7 separate regions of the Mus musculus genome follow, and all the other regions are linked to region 7. The links are chromatin contacts, called in public Hi-C and promoter capture Hi-C maps. All regions are on one chromosome and are shown on one strand. The core of a region is the stretch at or near the end of the contact, and the rest is flanking DNA. Distances in the headings are between cores, read along the strand shown.

The links. Promoter capture Hi-C pulls out the DNA fragments that hold promoters and counts their contacts. A called contact is a pair of places that touch in the nucleus more often than the background predicts. Capture Hi-C pulls out chosen DNA fragments and counts their contacts.
Region 1: a contact with region 7 is called in a promoter capture Hi-C map of liver, with 5 times the contacts expected there. The contact joins the promoter of 2310057M21Rik here to the promoter of Sec23ip in region 7. A contact is called at or near these places in 10 of 39 promoter capture datasets (the 3T3-L1 cell line, 3T3-L1-derived adipocytes, the C10 cell line and 6 more), 2 of 484 Hi-C or Micro-C datasets (B cells and olfactory sensory neurons), 4 of 115 datasets of contacts at active chromatin or transcription factors (astrocytes, bone marrow-derived dendritic cells, embryonic stem cells and 1 more) and 1 of 9 other capture datasets (liver).
Region 2: a contact with region 7 is called in a promoter capture Hi-C map of liver, with 5 times the contacts expected there. The contact joins the promoter of Xpo6 here to the promoter of Sec23ip in region 7. A contact is called at or near these places in 3 of 39 promoter capture datasets (liver and pre-B cells), 2 of 484 Hi-C or Micro-C datasets (CD4 T cells and regulatory T cells), 1 of 115 datasets of contacts at active chromatin or transcription factors (thymic regulatory T cells) and 2 of 9 other capture datasets (adipose tissue and liver).
Region 3: a contact with region 7 is called in a Hi-C map of B cells, with 7 read pairs. The contact joins the promoter of Bub3 here to the promoter of Sec23ip in region 7. A contact is called at or near these places in 3 of 39 promoter capture datasets (liver, maxillary cranial neural crest and neutrophils), 1 of 484 Hi-C or Micro-C datasets (B cells) and 2 of 115 datasets of contacts at active chromatin or transcription factors (astrocytes and embryonic stem cells).
Region 4: a promoter capture Hi-C map of liver shows a contact between it and region 7, with 5 times the contacts expected there. The contact joins the promoter of Ikzf5 here to the promoter of Sec23ip in region 7. A contact is called at or near these places in 7 of 39 promoter capture datasets (the 3T3-L1 cell line, embryonic stem cells, hippocampal neurons and 3 more), 1 of 115 datasets of contacts at active chromatin or transcription factors (astrocytes) and 2 of 9 other capture datasets (adipose tissue and liver).
Region 5: a contact with region 7 is called in a promoter capture Hi-C map of adipose tissue, with 3 times the contacts expected there. The contact joins the promoter of Sbk1 here to the promoter of Sec23ip in region 7. A contact is called at or near these places in 3 of 39 promoter capture datasets (liver and pre-B cells) and 2 of 9 other capture datasets (adipose tissue and liver).
Region 6: a promoter capture Hi-C map of pre-B cells shows a contact between it and region 7, with 2.9 times the contacts expected there. The contact joins the promoter of Spns1 here to the promoter of Sec23ip in region 7. A contact is called at or near these places in 4 of 39 promoter capture datasets (hippocampal neurons, liver and pre-B cells) and 1 of 9 other capture datasets (adipose tissue).

What each region holds. Positions count from the first base shown.
Region 1 is chr7:131,360,203-131,364,215 of GRCm38.p6, forward strand. It overlaps 2310057M21Rik (RIKEN cDNA 2310057M21 gene), which reads right to left and starts at 2,524. Exons shown (of 6, transcript NM_026655.4): 1 at 2,306-2,524; 2 at 1,531-1,734; 3 at 687-759. The coding sequence starts at 2,469.
Region 2 is chr7:126,199,073-126,203,069 of GRCm38.p6, forward strand. Xpo6 (exportin 6) reads right to left here and starts at 1,429. Exons shown (of 24, transcript NM_001311143.2): 1 at 827-1,429. The coding sequence starts at 829.
Region 3 is chr7:131,557,837-131,561,844 of GRCm38.p6, forward strand. Bub3 (BUB3 mitotic checkpoint protein) reads left to right here and starts at 2,534. Exons shown (of 8, transcript NM_009774.4): 1 at 2,534-2,618; 2 at 2,874-3,068; 3 at 3,701-3,770. The coding sequence starts at 2,874. Hmx2 (H6 homeobox 2) reads left to right here. Exons shown (of 2, transcript NM_145998.4): 2 at 1-178.
Region 4 is chr7:131,408,920-131,412,626 of GRCm38.p6, forward strand. It overlaps Ikzf5 (IKAROS family zinc finger 5), which reads right to left and starts at 1,559. Exons shown (of 4, transcript NM_175115.4): 1 at 1,468-1,559. It overlaps Acadsb (acyl-Coenzyme A dehydrogenase, short/branched chain), which reads left to right and starts at 1,682. Exons shown (of 11, transcript NM_025826.4): 1 at 1,682-1,868. The coding sequence starts at 1,827.
Region 5 is chr7:126,270,145-126,274,011 of GRCm38.p6, forward strand. Sbk1 (SH3-binding kinase 1) reads left to right here and starts at 2,352. Exons shown (of 4, transcript NM_145587.3): 1 at 2,352-2,955.
Region 6 is chr7:126,376,478-126,380,550 of GRCm38.p6, forward strand. Spns1 (spinster homolog 1) reads right to left here and starts at 1,457. Exons shown (of 12, transcript NM_023712.3): 1 at 360-1,457; 2 at 197-262. The coding sequence starts at 600.
Region 7 is chr7:128,743,550-128,747,195 of GRCm38.p6, forward strand. Sec23ip (Sec23 interacting protein) reads left to right here and starts at 1,321. Exons shown (of 19, transcript NM_001029982.2): 1 at 1,321-1,629. The coding sequence starts at 1,473.

The sequences.
Region 1 (4,013 bases), core at 1,274-3,773, 2.6 Mb after region 7:
ATTAGATATTTTCTTCATTTACAATTCAAATGCTATCCCAAAAGTCCCCTATACCCTCCCCCCGCCCTGCTCCCCTACCCACCCACTCCCGCTTCCTGGCCCTGGCCTTCCCCTGTACTGGGGCATATGATCTTCTCAAGACCAAGGGCCTCTCCTCCCTATGATGGCCGACTAGGCCATCCTCTGCTACATATGCAGCTAGAGACATGAGTTCTGGGGGTACTGGTTAGTTCATATTGTTGTTCTCCCTATAGGGTTGCAGACCCCTTCAGCTCCTTGGTCCTTTCTCTAGCTCCTCCATTGGGGGCCCTGTGTTCCATACTATAGATGACTGTGAGCATCCACTTCTGTATTTGCCAGGCACTGGCAAAGCCTCACAGGAGACAGCTATATCAGGCTCCTTTCAGCAAAATCTTGCTGGCATATGTAATAGTGTCTGCTTTTGGTGGCTGATTATGGGATGGACCCCGGAAATTATCACACTTTAAAGAGATTTTCAATGTTTAAAGGATTAATAATTTTTTAGAAAAACAGTACCCCTTTACTAGCTAACTAAGCATTTCTGGACTAAACCTAGGGACCATGTTAGACTACTGTACTGCCAAACCAAGAGAAAATAAGTGTGTATAGAACAAAAACAAAAACAATTTGATCAACCTTAAATCTTAAATTTGGTGATGACTCACCTTTATTTTACAGGCATGCGTGGGAGAATCCAATTTTAGGTATTTTTTGTATAACAAGATCTTTTCATGTTCACTAAAATAAAAGAATTCATTTTTAACAGCCATTGGTTGTAAACATTAACATATACTTAAGAACAAATGATTCGGGACACTCCTTCATCTCAGAGATTCCCTTTTCCTGGTCAGGTACAGGGAGTAATGGGCTCCTGCCTGCGCTGCACCGCGTGGAGGAGCAGTACCTACCACTTGCCAGCTATATGGGGGACTGAACGAGGGAGCACATGGCATACTTTAACGCTCTATAAACACTACTATTCTTTCCAACACAGGCAGGACCTAGAGCATGCATTATGTTCAGGACAGATCTGGGCAGAACCCTGTACAAGACTGGGGGGAAAAAAAAATCACAAACTGTCCATCTTTTAATAGGTCAGTAAATAGGCTGCCGTGACAGTCTTAGTTTGATATATCAATCACAAGGAGCCTTCTAGAAGGGAAGAGAGTCAGTTTCAGAATGTCTAATGGTTGTTAAACAGATCCTGCTGAGATACGTGAGAACAAGAATGCTTACCTGGACTGCATTCTAATAAAGCTCTTCCACTAATTACCAGTGACCCGCCAACTCACTTCCAGTTAACTAGCCCGAAATCTCCATATTTTTAAGCTTGCTCATCAACCCTGCCGTTGGAAGGCTTAGTGGTCTAACCTATGTCTATTGGCATGTTTTTAACTTCTCTTCCCTAATGACTCCTGTCCTGTCAGTCTCAGAAAATCCACAAACATTACGAGCTGAGAATAAAGACACTGATTCATATGAACACTTTCATCTAGACAAGTCACAAACCTGTCATCCAGGACAGTGCAGGCAGTCTTGCCTCGACTGGTTCCACAATACTCCTCTCCTAAGTATACTTCCATGTTTCTTGCTGAACTCAGAACGCCAACCGAAAGGATTTCTTCACCCCCATTAGGGCCACAGTTCAGGTAAATGAAGCAGGGGTTTTCATCTCGGGGGCTCAGGCTGCTTTTCAGACTAACCGGATCCTGGCTGAGAAGAAAATTGAAAAAAAAAAATCACAGAGATAAGTTTTCCGAGTAGAAGCATAACCCATTAATCCTTTCAAACTCACCTCTACTTGCCATGAGAACCAAGAACCTTCCCCATCACCCACAGATACTTCTCACAGAATTAATAAGGAACAGAGGTTTGAGGCGTCAGGGCATTCATTCCCGTCCACTTTTCCTAGACCGTGGACAGCCTATTCAACTATCTAATTCATTCGCAGTCAATTAAAAGCGTTTACTGAATGTTAAAACAACCATGTGTCTTTTTCCAAGACGCCGTGGTTCTTGTTCCCCCCAAATAGAAGACTGGGGGCGTTCGCGGGTGGGGGGCGAGGAGGATTGTAACAGGAGGGCATCTTGAACACGAGTTTCCCGGCCTCTCCGGCCCAGCGCGCACCCTTTGCCCGCAGCCTCGCCCACCTCCAGGCACCACCGCTCTCCCCCATGCCGTCCCCGCGGCCTCGCTCGGCTCCCTCGCCCGTCTCGGCTCCCGTCCTCCTCCCGGCTCCTCAGCAGCGTGACTGTCACCCGACCCCGGCCCTGGCCCGGCGCACCTCGGAGCTGGCGGCTCCAGTAGCTGCTCGAAGTCCAAGTCTTGGGCACGTGGCCCAGTCCGGGTAAGAAAAAGGCTTTGGGTCAGCGCCCCGCACGCCGCATCCCAGGACGAGGTCAGCGTCGGGCCGCGGTCCAGTCCCGCGTCTTCGATCGCGGTCTCCATTCTGTCTCCTCCAACCCAGGCGGCGTCGGAACCTCTCTCGCAGAGCTTGCGTTTCCTTCAGTGCCCAGGGGAGGTGAAGGTTCAGCACAACTTCCGGTTCTTCCCCCGACCCCACCCCATCCCACTCCAACCCTTCCCATCCCGGGACCCAACCACCACACGTGCGCATGCGTGTTCGTCTCCCTTCCAGAAGTTGGTTTAAAATCTCCGCGGAAAAGAGCCAGGGGTTGGCTCGTGCGCGGAATTCCTCCGCTCCTGGGGCAGGTGCCGCGCGCATGCGCAGTGCTCTGCGCGCGGGAACCCAGGGGTTTATTTCCACGTTGGCAAAGCAGCGACGCTTTAGGGTGGGAGGTGGGGTGGCGCCTGGGCGGTGTCGGCACCCTGAGGGTGGTACCAAAGCAGATAGGTGCGGTCTCCTTGGCTCAAGCAGCCTGTAAAGCCAGCTCCCAATCCGAGGTCCTCGGAAGAGGACTCCGGGGACCCTTCCTGCGCCAGCCCGTGGAGTGAAGGCCATGCAGGCTGCTTTTGAAGCAGTGCGACCACGGCTGATCGCGTTGTTTCACTGCTCAGGTCACCTCCGTGGGCTGTAGAGTGGAGCGCGGCGCTTAGCATTGCAGAATAATGCTGAGTGGCCGAAGGCACTAAACACTGAACCCACTAAGACCCGGCTTCCGAGCCTCAGGAACCCGGTGGAGCGTGCTTGCACGTCCTAAATGACAGAATTCTCAAGGTTAAAAATGTCCAAGAGGCTCAAAGCTGCGACTTAAGGTTTCTCACTCATAACCTTGACAAAAACTGGCAATGGGCCTTGGTCCCTTCAGAAGTACATTGTACGGTCAAACTTTCTGTGGTGACAAGTGGGACTTGAAACTTTATACTCATTGGAAAGAAAGCTAGGTATCGGCTGTCGTTCCACCCCATACCCACCCCCATTATCTTCCTGAAGTGGGTTGTGTAGATAATTTAAACATCTATTGAGGCGAGGGGAGAAATTTGTTTACAGAAATGTGGAGTACCTGAATTTTAAAGTTGTGCTTGAGGCCTTATATATAATTTCTGGGGAAGTTTTGTTCAGCCATAACCTAGTTTTGTCCCAGAACTTTTTGTTCATCGCTCAGAAAAAACGTTTTGCTTTAATTTTCATTTTAGTCTGTATGTGTACCCCTGTTCAAAAAACGTGTTTATGTCATCAAGAAAAAGATGATTGAATTCTATAGACAGTCACCAGAGTGTATGTATAATGTGTTCATCAAGTTTGAAAGAGAAATCAGAGATTCAGTATAAACAAAATCTAGAAACAGTAACCTTTAATTCTAAAAGGCTCAATTTATATTTTTAAAAGAAATTCCCCACATTCTAAGTGGTCATCATTCTTGTTCTGTTTAGTATGGGGAGCCCCCTCAGAGTGCACAACCAATTGAAAGTCTTTATTCTAGGTATAGCCCCTGAGTGTCCAGAACATGGGATTTTAAGAGACCTTAAAGCGAAGGCATCTCCCTTGGCTGCTGCATCAGAGCACTACGGAGTAAGCAGTTTTAACAGAA
Region 2 (3,997 bases), core at 179-2,678, 2.5 Mb before region 7:
TCAGAGGACTAACTTCACCTTGCCTACTGTGATGGGCAGATAAGGCTCAGAAACATTAAAATGGCAAAAGACAAGCACTCAACCAACTGCTCTGAGTACACAAACCCCAAGGACTATGGAAAAGCTAAAAAGCCTGCAAGAAGAGGAGGTATTTTCCTTTCAGAGAGGTTTTTTTTAGTGGGACCTGAAAGTATGCATAGTTTTCCAAGGAAAAGGCCAGAGCAGAAAACAAAAAGAACAGCAACCAAGATGTCCAAAGACCCCACTGCTGACTCTGCCATCGTCTGTATCCGTAACCAGTAACCTCTACAAATACTACTTTAGATTTCTGCAAACGCAAACCTACCGCTGGACAGATGGTCTCCAAAAATCCAGCCAGTTCTATAACAGATTGCTTATGTTCAAATAGTGCTACTAACCCAAAAGAGTCAACTGACCTTGGGCAGAGTAATTAACTGCTTCTTGCCTCAAGTATCCCCCATTTCCAATCAGGGGGTTGATATACTAACAAAATACATACCACTGACTTAGCAAAGGAAATGACACACAGTATGCCATCAATAAATAAATGATACTGATAATCACGACTTGCTGCACAAGGGCACAGCCAACAGTGAGGCAGGGGGTTGTATCCGTGGCGCTACTCAAGACATCCAGTGGGGGTGGGGGTGGGGGCAATGGGAGCGTACAGCCGGTTGCACACCCTGCACGCATGTGTCACCGGCCAGGCTCGCACGCGCCTCTCCCCGCCTCAGGGAAGAAGAGATGGCTCAGCTGCTCTGAGGCCCACTGCCACCCCTCCAACCCGGTCCCTGGACCCACTCACCATGCTGGCCGGGAAGGGGATGGCTCAGGTGAGCTAGCTCTTGGGATCCGTCGTGTCCCGCTCGCACAGTTCAGGTCATGGTCCCGGCAGGCTCGGGGAGTCCCCCGCCCATGCAAAGACAACCGGTTCCCTACCCGGGCCCCGCCGGCACCTTTAAAAGGAGCACACGGGCCCCTTCGGGGACCCCCCGAAGCGATTCATCCAGACCTCGGCCCACCCCGGGGAAACGCAAAAGCAGAAAATGGGGTTCAGAGGCGGCTACACGAGGCCCCCCGCCTGGGCCCGACCCCCGAGAGGGAGGCTGCGGGCCCAGGCAGGGACTCCCCGGCCTCCGCGGCCCGAGGCGGCGACGGGCCTCAGCCGAGACTGAAGGGGCAGAGGCTGCCTGGGCCTGGGCGGCGCGGCCGGCTCAGGAGAGAGGCCCGCGGGCCCTTGCTGTCCTCGCCACCTCTGTCCTCGCGGCGGGCTCCCTCCGCATCCCTGCGCGCCACCAGTAGCCGCGGCTCGCCCCTCGCGGCCACCCTCTGCCAACAGCCCAACGCGCCGGAAGTGGCGAGCACCAGGCGGCCCCTCAGCCCGCGGCCTGCTGCGGCGCTGGAACCGGACCAATCCGGAATCAAGTGAGGGCAGAGGAGGGCGGGGCCGCACCTGACTGTTCACTGGCCCCGCCCACCACGTCCCCGCCCAAGAGGCCAGGGACCGCCGCGTTGGTAAAGGGACACGCGGCCATTTTGGTAAAGGAAAGGTTTCCCTTTCGTTTCTTTTCACTCATTCATTCCGCAAATCTTTTCTGAGCATCTTTCCGGACCCTGACACCGGACTAGAAGTTCGGCGATGCTGGTCTGTGCTCTCCTGGGATCTTATTCATTCAGTCCACAGTTCTGGGTCCTAGGACCAGAAAGTGTCACAGGATGAAATTGAAACACTTAGTGTCACGATCTAAATTGGCTTCATCCCTAATTCCAGACTCCAACACCAGGTGACTCAACACCCTCTTCTGGACTCTGGAGACACCTGCACCCATACTCACATAGCATACACATATATAGGTACACAAACATGCATGTAAATAAAATAAGTTTTTATGGGATATGGCTCAGCCTTTAAAGGTACTTGCCACTATGTCTGACAACCCAATCTAAGTTCAATCCTCAGAACCTGTACTGGTTTAAATAAGAATGCCTATCCCATATCTAAAGCTTAGTCATCAGAAGTGGCACTATTTGAAACCGATTAGAATGATTAGGTGTGGTCTTGTTGGAAAAATGTGTGTCACTCGGGGTGGGCCTTAAGAGTTCAAAAGTCACCGGGCAGTAGTGGAGCTTGCCTTTAGTCCTATCATTTGGGAGGCAGAGGCAGGCAGATTTCTGAATTCGAGGCCAGCCTGGTCTACAGAGTGAGTTCTAGGACAGCCAGGGCTACACAGAGAAACCCTGTCTCAGAAAAAAAAAAAAAAGAGTTCAAAAGCCAATGGCAGGGATGGTGAGATGGCTCAGTGGTTAAGAGCACCGACTGCTCTTCCAAAGGTCCTGAGTTCAAATCCCAGCAACCACATGGTGGCTCACAACCATCTGTAACAAAATCTGATGCCCTCTTCTGGAGTGTCTGAAGACAGCTACAGTGTACTTACATAGAATAAATAAATAAATAAATAAATAAATAAATAAATAAACATTTAAAAAAAAAGCCAATGGCAAACCCAGTCTCCTTTTGTGAATCAGATGTATCTTTTAGCTACTGTTCCAGTACCATGCATGTCGACCTGTTCCCTGCCATGATGATAGACGGACCATCTGAAACTGGAAGCAAGCCCCCAATTAAATGCTTTCTTTTACAAGAGTTGTCATGGTCATGGTATATATTCACAGCAATAAAACAGTGACTAAAACAAAACCCAATTGAAGAAGGAGAAAATAAATTACCACAAATTGTTGTCTTTTGACCACACTAGTATCATGCTTGCACAGGGACACACACACACATTAGGTCTCAGGCAGTCCACATATCCAGAATGAGCTCAAGATGGACTATAGAAGGAATTCTGGTGTTAGATAAAAGCCAGAATTCCTAGGAAACTTGTGAAACAAGTTCCTATTCCCCCAAAAGGAGTCCTTTCCCTTACTTCTGGCAGAAGGGACACCTGGCTCTCCACTGACTTATAGCTATGGCACTTATCAGCATATCCACGTGGCCTCCAGGCTGCTGAGGTCCCTATTCACAAGTACTTGTTACTCACTTCAAAGATTCCACACTAGCATCCTGACCCTTCTCACCTTCTCCCTCTACCCTAAAACTTCATGGCTGCTTCCCACCCCCACCTACGCATCCACCTTATAACTTAATGATTTTCCACCCCCTCCTCCCTGTCTCCCCAACTCTCTCCTCTCCAGATGGCCCTGCCCATCTCCTATCTACTTTTTCTCTCTGCTCTGGAATCTTTCAGGGGCCTCTGGATGTTTTCTCTCTTTTTCAAAAAAAAAAAAAAAAAGGAAAAAAAAAAGATTTATTTATTCTTATATGTAAGTACATTGTAGCGGTCTCCAGACACACCAGAAGAGGGCGTCAGATCTCACTACGGATGATTGTGAGCTGTCACATGGTTGCTGGGACTTGAACTCAGGACCATTAGGAAGAGCAGTCAGTGCTCTTAACCACTGAGCCATCTCTCCAGCCCCTGGATGTTTTTTTTTATTAACAATAAAACCCTTCCCCCTAATGGAGCAGTCATTTTGTAATTTCTCTACTGTCTCCCCCAGCAAATATGAAAATGTGAAAGAGAGAGAAGCTGGGGGCAGGGGGAAGGGGAGAAGGTGGTCTGTCTGAGAAATTTGGAATTATTTCTCATAAACTTAAAAAAGCTTGGTGTAGGCATAGAGGCTCATGACTGTGAGCCCCAGCAATTGGAAGGTTGAAGGATTGATATGACCGTAAGACCAACCTGGACCATAAAGACCCTGTCATAATTCACCCTCCTAAATAGTTTAGTTTAGAGATTGTCCAGATGGAGTTTTACAGTTACAGGATTACAATTTGATTCCCCCCTTCCCTTTTGGAAAACAGTAAGGTTGTTGGGTTTTTTTGAAAATTAATTTTTTATTGGATATTGTCTTTATTTACATTTCAAATGTTTTCCCCTTTCCAGGTCTCCCCTTCAGAAACCCCCTACTCCAT
Region 3 (4,008 bases), core at 1,284-3,783, 2.8 Mb after region 7:
GCAATACTAGGTTGGTTTGCTTACATTTGTTTTATTTTAGCTGTGTTCACCTCAATAAGTATTTGTTGAGGTCTCAACATGTGCTAAGAACCTACACTAAATTTGGGGTGGTCCAAAGGAGAACACAAAGAGGCCTATCAGTTCTCTTCTTACTTATTAAATATGTGTTTTCAATTGCTCATTGGATATGTGTATTTTTCTGTCACCGTAGTTTTCACTCCAGATAACCTCTCTACATTCTTTCCCTGACAGCATTCTTTGAGTGTTCCACCCAGAAACAACCACATTACTTCAGAGGACTGTCTTGTAAAAAAACATACTCCGTTCGGATGCTTTTGATCTGCCTTTCAGCAGATTACAATTCGGTGATGGATTTAACAGTATTGGGTCATCATATTTGCTTCAGGATGGCTTTCTCCATAGGTAGTGACCTCCTCCTCCTGTCACTGTCGGCATTAACGACTTGAGTTTGCCCATAATATTTTAGGGAATGCCATTTCCCGCAGTTGTCATGTGGTATATATCTGACTCTCTTTACTCACCCAGACATTAGCTGTGGCAGGCGACTCACCACTGCAACAGGTAACTGAATATCACACACACACACACACACACACACACACACACATACTTACTTTACATTTGTGTTGTAAAATGGTCAAGACTCTGCTTGTGGCCAGATTTCCTATCTCAAGTCTAGCAATTCATTTGAATAATCAGCAAAATAGTCCATCTCTTTTCAGGCTCTAAACTTGATTTACAAGATTGACGTTTCTTAAAACTCAAATAGAGTTGGGCTGCAAGTGTGCGGCCAGAGGGGCCTGAATCATACACACATGGGATAATGAAATATGCTTAGATTTTATTAGCAGGTAATTTATGCTCAGAATCTGGAAACAGTAATAGAATTAAATAAACAACTGGGAAAGAGAACCAAATAAGTCAAGAGGTAAAATTATTTGGCTAAACTTAGAATGCAAAACAACTCAATGCATTAAAAAAAATTGAACTTGGCCATTGATTTGTTGAAAGAGAAGAGAGAGAAAGAACCACATACTAGAACTATTTGGAGAGGGAAGACAACCAGAATATTTTAGCCATAATAACCATCATCAGGACAAAAGACTGGTGTGTGTGTGTGTGTGTGTGTGTGTGTGTTATTGTCAGGAATCTTAAGTGCATTTAGTTCAGAGTCTGTGCACACATAAGATCTTTCTTTCTTTCTTTCTTTCTTTCTTTACTTTTATTTTTTTAGACAGGGTTTCTCTGTGTAGCCCTGGCTGTCCTGGAACTCACTCTGTAGACCAGGCTGGCCTCGAACTCAGAAATCCACCTGCCTCTGCATCCCAAGTGCTGGCTGCGCCACCACTGCCCGGCAAGATCATTTTTCTTTTCTTTTCTTTTCTTTTTTTTTAAAAATGTACCTTGAAAGTTAAGTAGTTTAAAACTAGAGACAACTTCCTACTTCATGCAACAATTTCAAAATAAAAGGGATTGTCTCAAAAAGATGGGACAGAGAAAAAGAAGTTGTATCCAAGGATTAATTAGAAACTCAGTAACATTTTGCATGTCAGTATGCTACTATGTTGTTTGTTAAGTACTGCTTTTCTCTCACAGAACCAAAACAACCTTTTGATTCTCATATTTTTTAGAGGATTCTAGAAACAGAAAGTGCAGCAAACTGAGCCTGCAACTTCCATGATAATGCAGAGGAAGGTGGGAGAGGGAGGACAGTCACAATGCTAGGTCCTATGATGAACATTCCTAAGAGATTCTGGCTGATCGTTAAAGATTGGAAATATTTGTGTCCTGCTCTGTTCACCCTTATGGGTGTGGTACTCTTCTAAAGCAAGGAGTAGTTTGACTGAGTGTGTATTCCCAGAGCTGCTTAAGAGGCCTGACATTCAGGTGCTTGAAAACTGTGGAGAGATGAAACGATAAAAATGAGATCACTAGAACTCAAGGGAAATGAGTCTCTAGTTCACAAATTGATAACCCAGCAAAATAAAAGCAAATAGTACCTTTGACTAGAAATTATTCTTCAGTATGACTAGTCTGGATTAAGTCCAGGGGTATGTGCACGGCTAGAAAGAAAATATTAATTTATATCTATAGTAGTTATCAACCAAAATGAAATTCTGTGTCTGAGAGATAGAGGAGAAGGATGTCACAAGAGCTAGATAAAATCTCTTTTCTGCCTTCTAGTCTGTGGATGTTCAGGCAAGCAGCTCCAGGGAGACTACAACTCCCAGCATGCAGCATACAATTGTGGGCGGGCGTGAACGCCTTCATGACCTGAGCATACTTGGGAGTTGTAGTTTTCCCTCCGCAGCTCCAGAGATGTAACCTCGGCGTGGAGGTACTAAGAGACCCGGTGAACGGGGGGGGGGGGGGAAACGCGGCTTCCCTTTGAGCCGGAACAGGATGACTGCGGAAAATGAGGCAAGCAGTAAATCAGACCAATCAGCTGCCGAGATCGAGCCGTTGGCGTTCAAAATCAGCCAATGATAGGCCTGCTCCGGAGCTTCCTCTCCGCCTTCTCCGCTTTGCCTGCGAGTGCTCGGAGGGAAGCGGATCGGTAGTGGCCGGTGCAGAAACGTTGCTTAGGCGGACAGGAGGTAGAGGTTCGGGCGAGGGCGGGCGGAGCGGGATCTGTGGCCCGTGGCCGGCGCATCGATGCACAGAGGGATCCGGTCGAGGTCCATTGTGTTTTATATGGGGATCTGCGGGCAAGGAAGGAGGCCAGGCCGGGTGGAGCTCGGCGGAAGCGGGATGGCGGCCGGCCTGGATCAAGGGGGACTCGCGCAGGCGCAGGCCGTGGCCGGCCTCTGTTGCTCCGGTTAGGAACTCAGACTTAGCGTTTTGTTCTACAGATGACCGGTTCGAACGAATTCAAGCTGAACCAGCCACCCGAGGATGGCATCTCCTCGGTTAAGTTCAGCCCCAACACATCCCAGTTCCTCCTGGTCTCCTCCTGGGATACGTCTGTGCGCCTCTACGATGTGCCCGCCAATTCCATGAGGCTCAAGTACCAGCACACTGGTGCTGTCCTGGACTGCGCCTTCTACGTAGGTGGATTCAGTTTCTGCTCCTGTCCCCTTAATACTGAGATGTCCTAGGCCTTGCCAGTAGCATCTCATACACGGTTCGAGAATTCTGATAGTTCATAACTACTCGGGAATTCTTCCCTTTAGCCTGGCATCAAGCCTACTACAATGGTTTGTGTTCTTATTTCTTCTCTCGTGGCAATTTCAATCTCCATTTGTAAATTCAGACTTGAGTAAACTTTCTGGACATAGATAATTGAAGTTAGCAGCAAGACTGATTTTTAGCTATCCTTTGAAAAGTAATGAATGTTGTCTAATTTAGCCTTAACTCCTGGTGTCCACCTTGTATTTGCTTCCTTGTGGAGATCACTAACTTGCATTTTTGTTTGCTTCTTAGTTTCTGTCACACTGGACATAACACTTGGCTGTAGAAATAGCAATGTTGAAAATGCTTGCTAAAGCTTTGTAACTTTGAATTGGCTCCAAATGTAAGAGTGGGGTGGGAGGATGTGGTGGCCACAACTTTAATCCCAGAGGCAGAGGCAGGAAGAGCTCTTGAGTTTTGAGGCCAACCAGGGCTACATAGTGTCTTCCAAAAAAAAAAAAAAAAAAGTAAGAAAGAAAAAAAATCAAACCCAAATTTTGCTTTGTAGGATCCAACGCATGCCTGGAGTGGTGGATTAGATCATCAACTGAAAATGCACGATTTGAACACTGATCAAGGTATTAATATAGCTACATTTTACCAGTTTTTCTTTACTAGTGTATTTGTGTAGAAATGCTTATTTAAGAAGAGTAGGTGTTTTCAGTACTTATGTGAAGGCGGAACACGGCTTTGATAATAGACTTTTAAAATTGGATTAAGTTACCACAAATGGAACCTGAATTTTGCAGTAAAGCCCCTTCTGAGCACTGTCTTTTTTTTTTTTTTTTTTAAGATTTATTTATTTAATTTATAAGA
Region 4 (3,707 bases), core at 309-2,808, 2.7 Mb after region 7:
TACAATCTAACCTGTTCACCCCAATTTAGCTCCACTTTTTACTTTCCACGGCAACACTGCTGAAATGTTGAATAATTGAAATTTACTCTGGAGATACAACAAAGGCGTCCAAAAGGCCATGGAGGGAATTTCAACTAAAATTCAAAAGCCACAAGAAGTCTGCAAAGAAAGACACGTAAGTGAAAACTTTGCTAGGGACTACAGGCTTAGTAACAAGTTAATAACATAATTTGTGTGTCATTATCATTAACTGAAAAAAAAAAAAAAAAGCAAGGGCAAGCTTGGTGGCCCACAATTACATCCTAGCCATTTGTGTTACTATCATGTTGCCACTGGTCATTTACTTTTAACAAAAAAACTTCAATGCCATTCATATATAATATGCTAATTTCAAGAGATGCCAGGCTTAATGTTGCTGAATAAGTCCAGTTGCACATAAAAGTACATTAGCTCTATCGCCAGGGAAATATATGTAACAACCACCAGGACTCAACCACGGCATATCTGAAGCCCATCTTCAGTGTCCCACAGTACAACAGTTACGGTTTCCTGGGAAACACGGGACCCTTACAGGAAAAGAACTTCAAACATCCCAGTTCCCCCGCAAGGAACTTCCAAGAAAACGTTCATCCTCAGCTGTGCTGAAGACAACATAAACTCAAGACAAAGTCTTACAAGTAGTCCAGATGTTTTAAGCAGCTGTTTTCATGCTGTGTCTTCTAAGTGTAATTTCCCTGGACCTCACAACTTCAGAAGTCTTCATGTCCGTTCTCACTCCTCTGTCCGGTTCTGACCAGCACACAAAGGAGTCATTAAAGAGGCCATGTGGTTACTGGCAGCTACCACTGACTATACTTAGGATCTACAGTTAGACAGACAGCACTTGGACGCTTAGCTGAGGAGGAGCCACATTGAGCATCCAAGAACATTCCCGACAGTCGATCGATGATGAATCGATCGGGGACAGAAATCTTGAATGAGTCGGAAGATCCTCCCCAGCCTCACCTGTTCCCAACATTGGAAAGTACAGGCAGTAGACGCCAGGTCATGAGAGAAAGAAAACTCCTTCCCAACAGCAGCCCGGGGTTAACACCCTATCCAGGATACACCGGGGTTGCTGGGGTCGACTTTGGCACCCCGAGAATGCACTACACAGGGATGCTCCCTGCGATCGCCACCTGTCAAAGCCGGAGACAGCTCCCCACCCTGAGCTCCGAGCTGCGGCCCGACGGCGCCGACTCGCTCGCGAGCCTCCGGGCGGCGCACCCAGTCACTTACGAGCCCAAGAGAGTCCCGAGTCACCACGCTGGCAGCCCACGGGGCACGCAGGACCCTCCGCTGTGGCCAAGGCGAAAGCGGTGTTAGCCGGCTAGCAATGAACCCGGCACTTTACCTTCCGCCATTCCGTCAACGTGCCCTGAGTAACCGTAGCGCCGCCGTGGAAGCTGACCGCCCCCCGTGACTCACCTCCTGACAACCGCACCGAGGAATCCCCACAGCCCTTTTCACTGCCGTCGCCGCCACCGCCACCGCCTCAGCGTTCGTCAGCGTCGCAGCTGTAGCCGCCATATTTGTTGTGTCTCCGCTCCCTTCCCGCCCGCCCCACGCCTTGCCCAAGTCTCGCGTGAGCGTGCTGCAGGGAGCAAGGAGAGAATTATGTCTCTCCTGGGGTTCCGTAGGCGGCAGTGGGCGGGGACTCAAAGGGGTGTGTGAGGGGCGGATGCTCGGAGTGGGCAGGGCCCGAGCTTGCCAGGCCGAGGGAGTCTTGCGCAAGGGTTCGTGGAAAGCCTTGCGAGCTTAACAGGGCCACCCTGCCCGAAGCGAGGATGGCGGTCTCTGCGCTCCAGCTGTGGCGTATGGGCGGGCTGGTGAGTGGGGTCGGTCGAAGCGACCGTCTCAGGAGGCCTGTGGCCACACTGATTCCTGGCGACGTCATCTTTTCCTAATGGGCTGGGGGTCTGGGAGGCTGGTGGAGGGGGCTGAGCCTGGGGCTGGGTCTCCACAGACCCTTCACCTCCGTCTGGTTTTCCTTCAGGATCCGTCCCAGCTCATGCCACATTTCCCCGGATGATGATGATGATTTTTTTGTTTTGTTTTTTGGGGTTTTTTTTGTTTTTGTTTTTGTTTTGTTTTTTTTTTTTTTCGAGACAGGGTTTCTCTGTATAGCCCTGGGTGTCCTGGAACTCACTCTGTAGAGCAGGCTGGCCTCGAACTCAGAAATCTGCCTGCCTCTGCCTCCCGAGTGCTGGGATTAAAGGCGTGCGCCACCATCACCCAACCGATAATGATGATTTTTAATGACTAAAATCTAGGCCTGCTTGTCGAGCCTATTGACACTCTCTTCCCTTCAGCAGCCCAGCTGGAAGGGACCTCTCATATTTCTGGGTCTTAACCATTCAGGGAAGGAATTTCTTAGGCTTTATCTCACTGCGGGGATCTGACCAGCTCCCTTAGATTCTGAGGAGCCCAAAAGCCCATTCTAGTCCTCTTCCTCAAACTTGGTCTGAGGCCAGCCTCTTGTCTCACCAGGATGTTTCTGGCCTCCCTTTGCTCTCTCGGATTTCCTGAGCTTGGAATTAGGACACACAGTACAGTGCAGATGACAGCATCTGTCAGAATAACAGAAGACACTCTGACCAGTCAGAGGGGGCAATGGGTTGAACCATGAGCAAACCTACGTTAGCTGGACTTGGTGCTATTTCTTCAGGTGCCTGAAAGAGACAGCTTTCCTGGAGGATGTTTCTCTACTTAGGCGATTGACGAGCCCATTTAGCTAACTTTGAAGTGAAAGGACAGTTGGGTGCCTTTGCTGTGGTTGTAGTTAGCTGGAAACCCTCCAGCTAAATAGTAATCTTAAAATTTCCTCGGGCAGATGTTAAGTCTCAAGTCTCACCCATTATTCTGGCGAGCAATCAAAATCCTGCAGTATTTATTCCCGGTTTTACAAGCTACTGATGAGAGGAAGTAGCTTGTAAACGGTGAAGCAAGTCTGCACCTCTTTGCCTCACATTGTAGATAATTAACGTTATTTTATTGTTTTACAAGCTTGGGGTGTTTAGGAAATTAATAAAGTTGTGTTAGTGTATTGTCACAAAGGATTAGAAATGGGTTCTTGTGATTATTATTTAATACTGTTTAATAATTGTTGCTTAATAATAATGTAGCCAGCAGACTTGTCTGGGTTGTTGAGTTTGGCCACCCTTTGTTTTTCTAGCCTACAAGCCCTTGGTGCTCTTCCAGCTTCCAGTCTCTCTTACTTTGCATGAACCTCTTAACAAGTAGCTATTTAACCTTGAGATGTAGCGATTTCAGACAAAGGATTAGGTGACTTTGACAAAAACTACTGCTGCTTCTCCTTGGTCGGAGATACCACGGAAGTATTTTGTTTAGATTTGTGCCTTATTGTCTTGCGTAGGTTTTGGATCTCTTTTATAAAAAATAGTATATTTTGCTGAAATTTGCCTGAAGCATGGTAGTTAATTAATTAAGTTCTGGTGCCAAACTGCTTGGATCTAGAGCCCAGGCTCTGTGGTATAACCTTAAGCGGTTGCTTAAACTCTTTGAGTCTGTTTTCTGATGGGTAAAGTGGGGGTCGGGAAGGACGGTACCTATCTGTAGGGTTGTTGCGAGGGCTGAATGAAAACGTTTTTGTAAGGCACAGAGACGAGCATAATGGTTAGCCAGCTTTCAGTAAATGTCTTTACTCC
Region 5 (3,867 bases), core at 1,102-3,601, 2.5 Mb before region 7:
CAAGGTTGGTGTTATGGACGGAAGGAACCAAATGTACAAAGATGTGGAAAAGCAAGAAGTTGATGTTCCAGAAGAGCTTGCTGATGCCAAGGCTGAGTGGAGAAGAGAGATTCCCTGGACTGGTGTGGCAAGCAGGCACTAGATGCTGACAGCCTGCAGCACAGGGCATCTTTGGATTTCTGTTGCTGTGAACAGACACCGTGACCACAGACACTCTTATAAGAAAACATTTAGTTGGGACTGGCTTACAGTTCAGAGGTTTAACCCAATATCATGGCGGGAAGCATGGAAGCAGACAGGCAGACAGAGCGCTGAAGAGGTAGCTGAGAGTTCTATACCCATTTCCTCAAGCAGCAAGAAGAGAGAGTGACCCTGGGCTTAGCTTGAGCATTTGAAACTTCAAAGCCTACCCCCAATGACACACTTTCCTCCAACAAGGTAACAGCTCCTAACAGTGCCACTCTCTAAGAACTTATGGAGGCCATTTTCCTTCACACCACAATACAGCGTAAGCTTTACCCTGGAGGGGACAGGGGATGCTTGGCAAGCTCATTAGGAATGCAACCTAAGAGACATTGTTCTCAACAGAGCTGGTGCCCACAAAGGACCTGGTTTCCAGAAAACTAACTTTCAGTAAAAGTGGGAGGAAGGTGGGCTAGGATTACAAGTAGCAGTAGCAGTAGTGTGGGCTGCCAAGCAGAAGTCTGCGCATCAGCTTTGGGTGTTTGTTTCTTCGTTTCTTCGTCCAGTTCTGGGGACTGAGTCCAGGGTCTTCCCTATGCCAAGACTGAGCCACATTTCTAGTTCCTGTCTGTAGTTTATTCAACTTAGGTGTGTGTGTGTGTGTGTAGAGGGCAGAAGTTGACATTATCAGGTGTATTCTTCAATCCCTCCCCAGCTCATTTAACTTTTTGTGGGTGCGTGGTATGCATGCATATGTGTGTGTTTGCATGTATGTGGGGTGCACATGCATGTGTGTGCATGTGCAGACGGAGGTTGATTCTCTTGTTCTCTATTTTACAAATTGAGGCATGGTTTCTCACTTGAACCTAGAGCTGACTCATTCGGCTAGTCTTGCTAGTCAGCTTGCTCTGGGGATCCTGTCTGCCTCCTAAATGCTGGGATTCTAGGCTGCTACACCTGCCCAGCCATAGCTGAGTCCTGGGGGCCTGAACCCTGGTCTTTAGCAGCATCTCGCTTGGTTCCCCTTCTCCCCTCCCGTACTTATTTATTTATTCAGAGACTGGGTCTTTCACTGGAACTCACGGATCAGATCAGGCTGGTCCCTGGGATCCACCTGTTTCTGCCTTCCCAGGGCTGGAACTACAGGTGTCATGGCACTGGAGGAACTCAAGTCCCTCATGCTTGCCTGGCAAGCACTTTACTTAATAAGCCGTCTTCCCAGCTCCACCTAAGGCTACCTGAGTTTGCAATAACCAGCTCTAAAAGTTCTACCAGCAGCTGGAGTGGTTGGAAGAGGATGCTAATTTGAGAAAACAATCTGATCAGAGATTAAAAGGAGGAGAGATTTTGGGTGCGTCGGGGGCTTTTTCTATGAATAAAATAGTATGCTGCATGGGAGACTGGGCCTCTGGAAGGATGCGTTCGTTGTTCCCACTCTGTCGCCATCTCTGCTCGATCGCCCCACCTGCATCCAGGCTACAATTTCCGGTTAATGAACAAAGCTCTTCACACCCGGGTGGCTTTGCACAGCTGCTGCTTCAGCCAGGAACCCCCCACCCCCTTCTTCCGTTCTGCTATACACCTTTAATCCCAGCTTTTCCTTAAACTTACTTCGCGGTCTCCCTACAGCAGAGCTCGAAAGTTCTGCCTGAACCCTGCACGGCCCCACAGACCCCAGGTCTCTGAGTAGCCTAGTAGTCTTATGAGGTCCCCTGGAAATCGAATGGATAGGTGGAAGGATGAATGGGCAGACAGGCGGGTGAACAGATGGACCGGTAGTTGAATGAGCGAGTGCATTCTGAATAGGAGAGCTCGGATTTATTTTTCTTCTTTGAAACAGATCCAGGCTCCGCCCCACAAGCACAGGCTGGAATAGTCTGGGACAGTCTAGCCCCTCGGGGACCAAGCAGCTGGACCAGGTGACCCTCTGTGACTCCCCCGAGCCCTCTCTAACCTCGTTCTGGCCCCCTCCTGGGCTCTGACCTAGAAAAAGAAGCTTATGCCAATGACCGGCGGGCCTTAGGACCCCGCGTGGCCGGAAAGCGGGCGGGGCATCGTGCGGCTCCCGCGGCGGTGGGGAGGTCCAGGCCCGTGGCGCCTGGCGGGAGGGCGCGGCGGGAGTGCGCGTGCGCGGAGCGCGCACCCGGCGCGGCGGACAAAGGCGCGTGCGGCGGCGCGCGAGGCGGAGGGCGGAGCGGCGGGCGGGCAGGTACGCGCCGGCGGGAGGCGGAGCCGCGAGGCCGCGATGGAGCGCAGCCCGGGCGGGCACCGGCGCTGGAGCCCGAGTGCCGGGCGGAGCGGGAGCCTCAGCCGGAGCCGCAGCCTCAGCCCGCGCCAGGCCGGGGCAGGAGCCCGCAGGGCCGGGCTGCTCGCAGCGGCGGCGCCCGAACCCCCCAGCGGCTGAGCGGTGACCTCCATCCTCGCACGCGGCTGCTGGGACGCAGCGACCGATCCAACCCGGGCCCCCCAAGATCTGCTTGCTACAACCGCACACCTCAAGACACAGAGAGACCCAGGCTTGGGGCGCTAGCCTCCCTAATCCGCTACTCCGGCACACAGGGACCCCAAACCTAGGACAGCAAGATCCTCTTGCTAACGAGAAGCCGCGGGCACCCCAAAGCCTCGGGACCCGGGCGACCAAGCCCCTTGCGACGCCTTCAGCGTCCCGGCTCATGGTGGTAGTGGTGCCCTGAGCCCCTCTCGGGCCGGGCAGACGAAGATCGACACGGCGCCCAGGCCCCCTGCCGCGGCGTCCCCGCGGCCCCAGCCCAGGTAAGTGGGACCCAGGTGAGGGGCGGCAGGTGAGTGGTACCGAGGTCCCTAGAGTCCTGCAGGTGGGGAAGGAAGTCCAGAGTGCGCGCTCCCCCTCCTCAGCGTCGCCATGGAGCCGAGGCTGAAGGACGTCTCTTTGTGTCTCGCTTGGAGGAGCCGCCCCCTCCTCCTCTCCCTTCCCCCACCTTCCACCCCAACCCTGAGATTTGGGCACAGCTTCGGACCCCGGGAGAGAGGAGTTGCGACGCCCTGGAGAGGGGTTAGAAGGTGGAGAGTCTCCCCGGAATAGCCTGGAGCCTTAGACCTTAGGTCCTTTGAAGAATAAAGACACGTAACTATCATCTCCCAAAGACCAAGCTGAGTTCTTAAGTGACACCCACCCTCCCCACAGGAAAGAGAAAATTTGGGGCGCCCAAAGGTGAGAGGTGCCTGCATTCTGCAGCTCTGGGTGACAGCTGGGGCTTTGGGTGTGTGCCTTTGTCTGAGAGGGCAGGGAAGGGGCGTGTTTGAGAGGATGAGTCTCTTATTTTCTGACTCTGAGACCCCAGCTCAGGTCTCAGTGGGGCTCTTTATCCAGTCCCTCTTTGTGCTCCCTGCAGAACAGGGAGAGGACAAGCCCTCTCAGTGAACAGCTAGTTTGGGGGAGGGAGGTACCCTGAATGAAGAAACCATTTCGGGTCAGAGCACCTTTCTGCCCCTCTAAGTCCCAAGGACAGCAAACCTGAGTGTTTTCCCTTTTTCTGACCCGGGGAACACCTAGGGCCAAGTCCGGGACTGGGACACTGTGTCCTCTACGATGCAGGAGTGAGTCTGGATTCTTGCTTAAGCTTTCCAAAGCATCTACAATCAAGAGGGCCTCAACAAATGTCCTAAACCCCAGGACCCAGGGAATGCCGGAAGATCTTGGGTGCG
Region 6 (4,073 bases), core at 207-2,706, 2.4 Mb before region 7:
GTTGCCTACCGACTCATAATAACTAGCTGGCTCCCTCTGTGCGATGTCCCAGCTCAAGTGGACAGCCCAAGAGCAGCCACGGCCATTGCCTCCAAGAGCCCTGGCCACTAAAGCTTCACTAGGCAAACCTGCATGTATGTAGGCCTACTTGAGGCAATTAAGAACGAGGGGTTGTGTGGGCAGTAGCCTCACTCACCAGTCTGGATGAGGCCAGTACTACCATCTCCGATGTTAAAGAACTGCTCGATGTCTGTAAGAACCCCTGGAAAGAAAAAACAAAGAATGAGCGCCAAGAGGCGACCCTATCCTGGGGAACTTCTCCCTTGCCTATATCCCTTCTTCGGAGCATCAGTGCGTACCTGCCACGGTGAAGCGGTCCATGTAGTTCAGGAGGTTAATGTAGCACAGAACCACCACTATGAGGGTCGAATGGCCCCGAGATAAGCCAGTGATGCGCTGTAGCCCCTCACAGTCTGGGACCTCGAGTTCCCCGGACTTTGGATTCCCCATGGGTCCTGGCAACCCCGGATGGCCGGGCGCTGGCCCGTCATCAGGATCATCTGCTTGGCTGAGGAAGGGCGCCGTGTCGGACCCGGCCATGGTCCCTGGGGAATCGCAACCGCCCACGCTTCGGTCCTACCTCCGACGGAAGGAGGTTGGAGAGAGGACTGCGAGAAGACTTGCCCACTATCGCCTAGGAGCGTGGTCCGATGCACAGTGCACCACTGCGAAAAGCCCTGGGCTTCGTCATTCCCTCTGGTTCCGACAGAGGAGAGCACACAGGAGGTGCAGGTGACGCTGGGACAGGAGCAGGAAGACCAGGACCCAGTCCCTCTTCTCACGCTGACGCACTCCAAAGCCCGGGAAGGAGCGCGCCACACTCGCTGTTGCTCAGTCCAAGCTCAGCAACACAACTGCCGCCATGTTGCCCAAGAGCAGGTCATGTGACACCGGAGCCCTACCGGAGAAAGTCACCCGGTGCAAGGATTGAACACGTGACCTGCCACCGCCTACGGAAGCCTCCAGGGTTTCTAGGGCTCCTCCGCTATGGTAACCCGACGCTCGTTCCTACTTCCACCAGTAGCCTCCAGGGGGCCTCGCAAGCTGGTGTAATCAATCGCCTAGATGGAATACCCATTTATCCGATTTCACGAGATAGTGGATTATTTGGAAATATTACATCTCTACAGATGCTAGTGAGTTGTTTCCTCTTTTCTTCTTCAGTGACTGGCTGATGGCTTCATTGCTCAGTAATTGTTGGATGAATAGCGGCGAGCAGCTGCCTCCTTTTGTTTACCAATCATGAGCTTTCACTGTGGACATTTAGATTCCTATAGAGTCGGGCGTAGTAGCGCATACCTTTAGTCCCAGGAGAAGGCAGAAGGACGGAGATCTTTGCAATTTCAAGGACAGCCTGGTTTACATAGCGAGTTCCAGGTCAGCCAGGGCTACATACTGAGTGAGACCCTGCCTCCAAGAAAAGATGCTAGAGTTTAGGAGGAAGAGGATGTTTTGTCTATGGCCTCGAGTTTTTCTCCAACCAAGACTAGTGTCCTCGCGCCCTCTGGTGTCTCTCCTGGAGGACAGGCGGAGGCTCAGAACCAATGAACTGCAATGTACCCTGCACCAAAAAATGGCATATGGCTCTAATCCCAGCACTAAAGAGACAGAGGCAGCCGATCTCTGTGGTCGAGGCTAGCCTGGTTTACTGAGCAAGTTCCCGGGTGACCAGGGCTACACGGAGGAACCTTATCATAAACCAACAACAACAAACTCAATCTGGCTGGTGGCACATGCCTTTAATACCTTTAGTCTTGAAAACAAAACATACAAAAAAAAAATCCCACTAGGTGTGGCAGTGAATTAAACAAACCTTTTATCTCAGCACCCACGGAGCAGAGGCTTTTTTTTTTTTGGCTTGTTTTTTCATTTTTCTTTCTTTTATTTCCAAGGTTTCTCTGTATGTCTGACTGTCCTGGAATTCCCTTTTTTGACCAGTGTGGCCACCAATTCACAGGCATCCACCTGCCTTTGCCTTCAGAAGGCTGGGATTAAAGGTGTTCCATGGCGAACCGTCTCAGGTTGCTAGTTTTCCTTAATATACATACATTCTGAATGCAAAATACTATGATTCTATGAAAATACTGTTTTGTGATCCCACTTCCAGAACTGGGATGTAGTTCAGTTGATAGTAAATACTGCCAAGCATTCCTGAAACCCTGGGCTCAAGTCCCCAGTACCTCATTCACCCAGCCCGTTGCAAAAGGTAGAAGGAGGAGAATTGGAAGTTCAAAGTGGTCCTTGATACATAGCAATAGTTAACTTTAATGTGGCTTTGGGTACATAAGACCCAGTCTCGACAAAACAAAAAACAAAACAAAACAAAACAAAAAATTAAAGATTCCTCTTGGGGCTGGAGATGGCTCAGTGGTTAAGAACACTGACTGTTCTTTCAGAGGTCCTGAGTTCAAATCCCACATAGTGGCTCACAACCATTGGATCCAATGCCCTACTCTAGTGTATCTGAAGAGAGCGACAGTGTATCCATATACAGAAAATAAATCTTTTTTTTTTAATATCCCTCTCAGCACAGCAGAGGAAGAGGCAGATAAAAGTTTGAGGATTTGAAGACTGGACTGTATTGAGTCTTAAGTCAGCCTGGACTAGATAATGATGAGATACAGAGACAGAGAAAGAAAGAGAGAGAGAAAGAGAAAGTTAGAGAGAGAGAGAGATTGAGAGTTCGAAAATAGGTAAGGGCCAGCAAGGTGGCTCAGAGGATAAAATACTTGGTACCAATACTGACAATCTGAGTTCTGTCCCTATCCAAATGGCAGAAGAGGATTGCCTGCCACAAGCTGTCCTCTACCTCACACATGTGCCATGACATGCACACAAAATAAAAACGTAATAAAAGATTAAAAACGTAAAACACTGTGAGATGAAAGAAACGTGACATAATAGGTTGCCTACTGCATTACTCAATTCAAATGAAAACCTAGTGTCTGGACACACGCACCAGGCATCCCACATGCTCAGGAGGCAAGTGGGTCACTTGAACCCAGAAAACTGACTCTATCTGGGCTATCTAATGAGTCTCTATCTCAAAAAAAATTTTTTTTTTAAATCATGTTGGCATTTGAGAAAAGCTGAGTCCGTGGCAGATGGATTGAAGGTTAGGAGGGGAGCAGTGAGCATGAAGGGATTTACAGAGATCTGCCTGCCTCCCTCTGCCTCCAGAATGCTGGGATTAAAGGTGTCAGCCACCCCTCTCAGGTTGCTTGTTTACCTTAATGTACATACAATCTGAATACAAATTACAATAATTCTATAATTTAGAAAGTACTGCTTTTACTAGACTACAGGTGGGGCACGGGATGGAGAGGAACAGAAAGGCTCCGGTCTGAGAACAAACTGAAGTTGGAAGCTACTGGGCTATACAGATCAAAACCCCATCAAAAGGTGTGGAGTTCAGGCGTGGTGTAGATAAGGAAGACGAAGCAAATTTCAAGGTGAAGCTTGCAGGGCTACGGATGCATGGCGCTTTCGGTCCCCATCCCTAGCATCACAAAGCAAAGTATGAAGCCTGGCTGGAACATAGCTCAGTGGCAGAGCACCTGTGCAACCTGAATGAGGGCCCGGTTTTCACCCTCAGCACAAAAAGGGGACAACGGTGACACATTGTTTCTGGCTCATTCACTAAGATGGGTGACAGTGGGGTTCTCTGAGACATGAAATTTATTCCTTCAGTAGACTTTGGGAGGCAATGACCGTATATGATCATGAACCAGGAACTAGACATCATTGATAAGAACAAGACAGTGTTTGCTGGGCACTTACAAACGGATGGGAAAGCAAGAAACAGGCAATCAGGCAGAGGTGGAGGCAGCTAGAGCCTTGCTTCAGGCTAAGGTGGGACAGTAAAAACGATGTGACCAGCTCTGCAGAAGCTTTCGGGAAGAACCGACCTCTGTGTTAGAAAGTGTTGCTGCTGTGGAGCTGAAAATTGCAAAGGGACATAAGGAAAGGTAAAACAGTCCCTGTGGAGGCGCACGTCTGCAATCCCAGCGCCT
Region 7 (3,646 bases), core at 71-2,570:
TATTCGAGACAGGGTTTCTCTGAATAACCCTGGCTGTCCTGGAACTCACTTTGTAGACCATGCTGGCCTTGATCTCAGAAATCCGCCTGCCTCTGCCTTCCAAGTGCTGGAATTAAAGGTGTGCAACACCACAGCAGGGCTGGTCCTCTGGGATCCCTGCACTCATAAAGAGGTTTGAAGCCCTAGTTCTCAAGTTTCAACTTTAGTTTTTCTTCCTCAGGGAAGCTTTTTCTTCCTTAAGTTTTTCGCTAATGATCTGATGGAGAGAGATACATGCTCGCTCTTCCTAGAATGTTTAGATCTCTGTCCCCAGATGATGTCAGTGTTCCAGGAAACACACTTAAGGAAAGCCTGCCATTTATATTATTTTGTGTTTAGTTGATTGTTTTGCCAGATTGTAAACCCAAAAAGGAAGGATTTCAGGTCTGTTTCATATATCACTCTCTGGTATATGGTTCTCAGCCTTGCTTCTTTATGATAAAGAGAATTTTCTTGACCAACTTCTAGTCTAGCATGGCTTTTAGCAGTTTGAGGCCATGTTATCTATGACTCACCAGAAGTTTCCCCATTACTAAGCTCTGTACTTCTTGGCCCCGTTGAAATGCTTGTCGAGGTAAACTCAACACTGCCAGAATTTAATGTTTTTATTCCAGCCAAAACCTGGTAGTAGGCAGATAGGTCCCCAAACCCTAAATTACAGCAGTAACTCTAGAATGTTGCAATTATACATCTTTTCTCTGCCCCTTTGAAACATAAATCGTCTACCACTTGGAACTGCCTTACCAAAGGCACTTTTTGTTGATGCACACATTCAAGGAGATAGTAGCCTGGAGTGGTGGCACACTCCTTTTAAGCTCTTGGGAAGAAGAGGCAGACAGACCTCTTGAGAATTCCAGGCAACATCATGAAAACGTAACTGAAAAAAAAAAAGGAACCCAGCCGATAATAATTCTTACTTCCAATTCTTATGACCGCCTGTCATAAAGATATAAGAATTGCAGTGTGTGGTGGTATTAATCTCAGAAATGGAAGAGCTGAGGCAGGAGGATAAAAAGTCAGTCTGGGCAGCATAGAGAGATCCTGCCTCGCAAGCAAGCAAATAAACCAACCAACCAAAAACAGATACTCCATGAGAAACTCAGGGCGTCCAGGACATCTCAGAATCTGCGACTTCGAGCGTCAATTAACGCTAGGATTCATCGGCCACACCTCTCTATTCTATGCTGTGATTCCAGAGGCTGACCCAGTCTCGCGAGACCGAGGCTGTCACGTGATAGGCTTGGGTCTGAAGCCGATTCCACCTTATTGATTTTGGGCGGCGTCAAATTCCGGAAGAAAACCGATCCCGGAGTCGCTGGCCTGTGGCACCTGTGCGCAAGTGCGGAAGTGCGGTGGCATCCTCGCTAACCGGTTTCCGGTCTGTGTGCAGCACCGGGCTCGCAGAGCCACGTAACGGCCGGGGGTCTGCAGCCATGGCGGATAGGAAGGCTAACGGCGGCGGAGCGTCCGCCTCCTCGTCAGGCACTAACTTACTCTTCTCCTCCTCGGCCACGGAGTTCAGCTTCAACGTGCCCTTCATCCCCGTCACGCAGGCCGCCGCCTCCCCGGCTTCCCTGCTCTTACCCGGAGGTAGTGAGCCGAGGGCGCTTGGGGGCCAGTGTCTGTCCCGGGAGGCGGGTGGGACAGGAGTGTCGCCTGCTCTGAGTCGCTTGCCAGGGTCAGCAGTGACCAGCTTTCAGAGGGCCAGGGACTGGAGGATCCTGGAGGAGGGGCTCCGGTGATGAGGCTTGGAACTCCTGTCATTGCGCAACTGTTTGTTGAACACCCACTGGTGTGCTGGTGCTGGCAGAAAACGCAGCTAAATTAGACAGTTACCCTTTGCTAGAATCCGAAAGCTGCTCTCTTACTGGGAAACACCGGTGATAGGGTAGGACATCACCTAGGAGACAGTAAGTTTCTCCAGAGGAGACAATGCCTCTCTTGTAGAGGACTATACACTCTCTCCTAGTAAAAGCCCCCCCGTTACACTTTTGATTAAGCTCTGTGTATATCTGGGAAGGCTGATTTCTCTCTCTCTCTCTCTCTCTCTCTCTCTCTCTCTCTCTCTCTCTCTCTCTCGTTTGTCTCTGTCTCTCTTTCTCGTCTGTCTCTCTCTGGTGGTTTGGAGCACAGACTGTGTTCAGACCCGGCACTGCCATTAACTTGCTGTGTGGCCTCAGTCATGACATTTTACCTGTCTGCTTAGATTTCATGTTTTCAGCTCCTATCCCTGGGTTTGAGAGCAAGGTCTCTCTGTGTAGTACTGACTGTCCTAGAACTCACTGTGTAGATCAGGCTGGCCTCAAACTTAAAGGATCCACCTGCCTCTGCCTCTCTGCCTCTGAGTGCTGGGATTAAAGGCATTCGTCACTATACCCTGTCTCATTTTTGTAGAGTTCTATATCTAGTGTCCCACACGTATTGTTGTGTAAATACTTGTGAGCTAAGTACTCTGCCCCTCCATGTGGACTGTGAACTTCTTACCTCTTTTCATTTTCAGGGTCCTGTTTTTTAGTGCCTAGCACACAGGTGCTTGTTAGGTGCTGAGCTTTCCCCACCAAATAATTCCTCCTTGGAGGACTAAGGGGAGTTTCCCGCAGAAGGGAAGAAAGACAACTGAAAGCATGTGTATCTGCAGTGTCTCCTTTCTGTCATGTTTCTTCTCGGTGCTCGTAACTGTCTGACAGGTACATATGCCCGCTTACCCTACCAGGCCAGGGTGTAAGCTTTGTCAAAGCAGGGGCTGGCCCGATGCCTGGAATGCAGACTACAGAATTTCTAGTGGGAGTTTGCTGAGCGACTGGGGGGATGGATCCACGAGTGCCCCTGCCTCATGGAAGCGGTGTGACTGAAAGGTTCAGTGATGCTTTCTTTGGTGAAGAATTGTGGCTGGACCAGAGTACTGTGGAAGGGTCCAGGAATCAGTAAGGTCGTGCCTTGGGTTTTTCAGATTGTTCTCGGCCTCCAGAGTGGTGTTTGATGCACGCTCGTTTTCCTTGATGTATGATATTTAATTTGTGTGTTATTGTCGGTGCTTGACATTTCTATTCTCTTCTTCATTTTCTTGTTAATTTTCTGTTCATTACTGTTTTTCTGCCTGTGTGTCTATGTGGGGGTGTGGGACCCCCTGGAACTGGAAGTTACAGACAGTTGTGAGCCGCCATGTGGGTGCTGGGAATTGAATCCAGGTCCTCTGGAAGAGCAGCCAGTGGTCTTAACCATTGAGCCATCTCTCCAGCTCAACATTTCTGTTTTCAGCTTTAAGATAAGTATATCAGTCTTTAAGGTTTATTCATTTATTAATTACTTTTTGAGACATGGTGTCATTTTGTAGCCCAGGGTAACCCAGAACTTGTGGCAGACCTCTTGTCTTAGTCCCCAGGTGCTGAGACTACAGGCATAAGCCACCACTCCCAGCTTTATATTTTAAAAGCTTCTTAAAAGTTTATTTTTACTATTTTAAAAAATGTGTACTTGGGTATGTCTATCTTTGTGTCCATATACATGAATGTAGTTGCTCTCAGAGGCCAGAGACTTTGACCGTGCCTGGAGCTGGAGTTACAGGTGGGTGTGAGCACCTGAGTCCAGTGCTGGGAGACAAATTAGG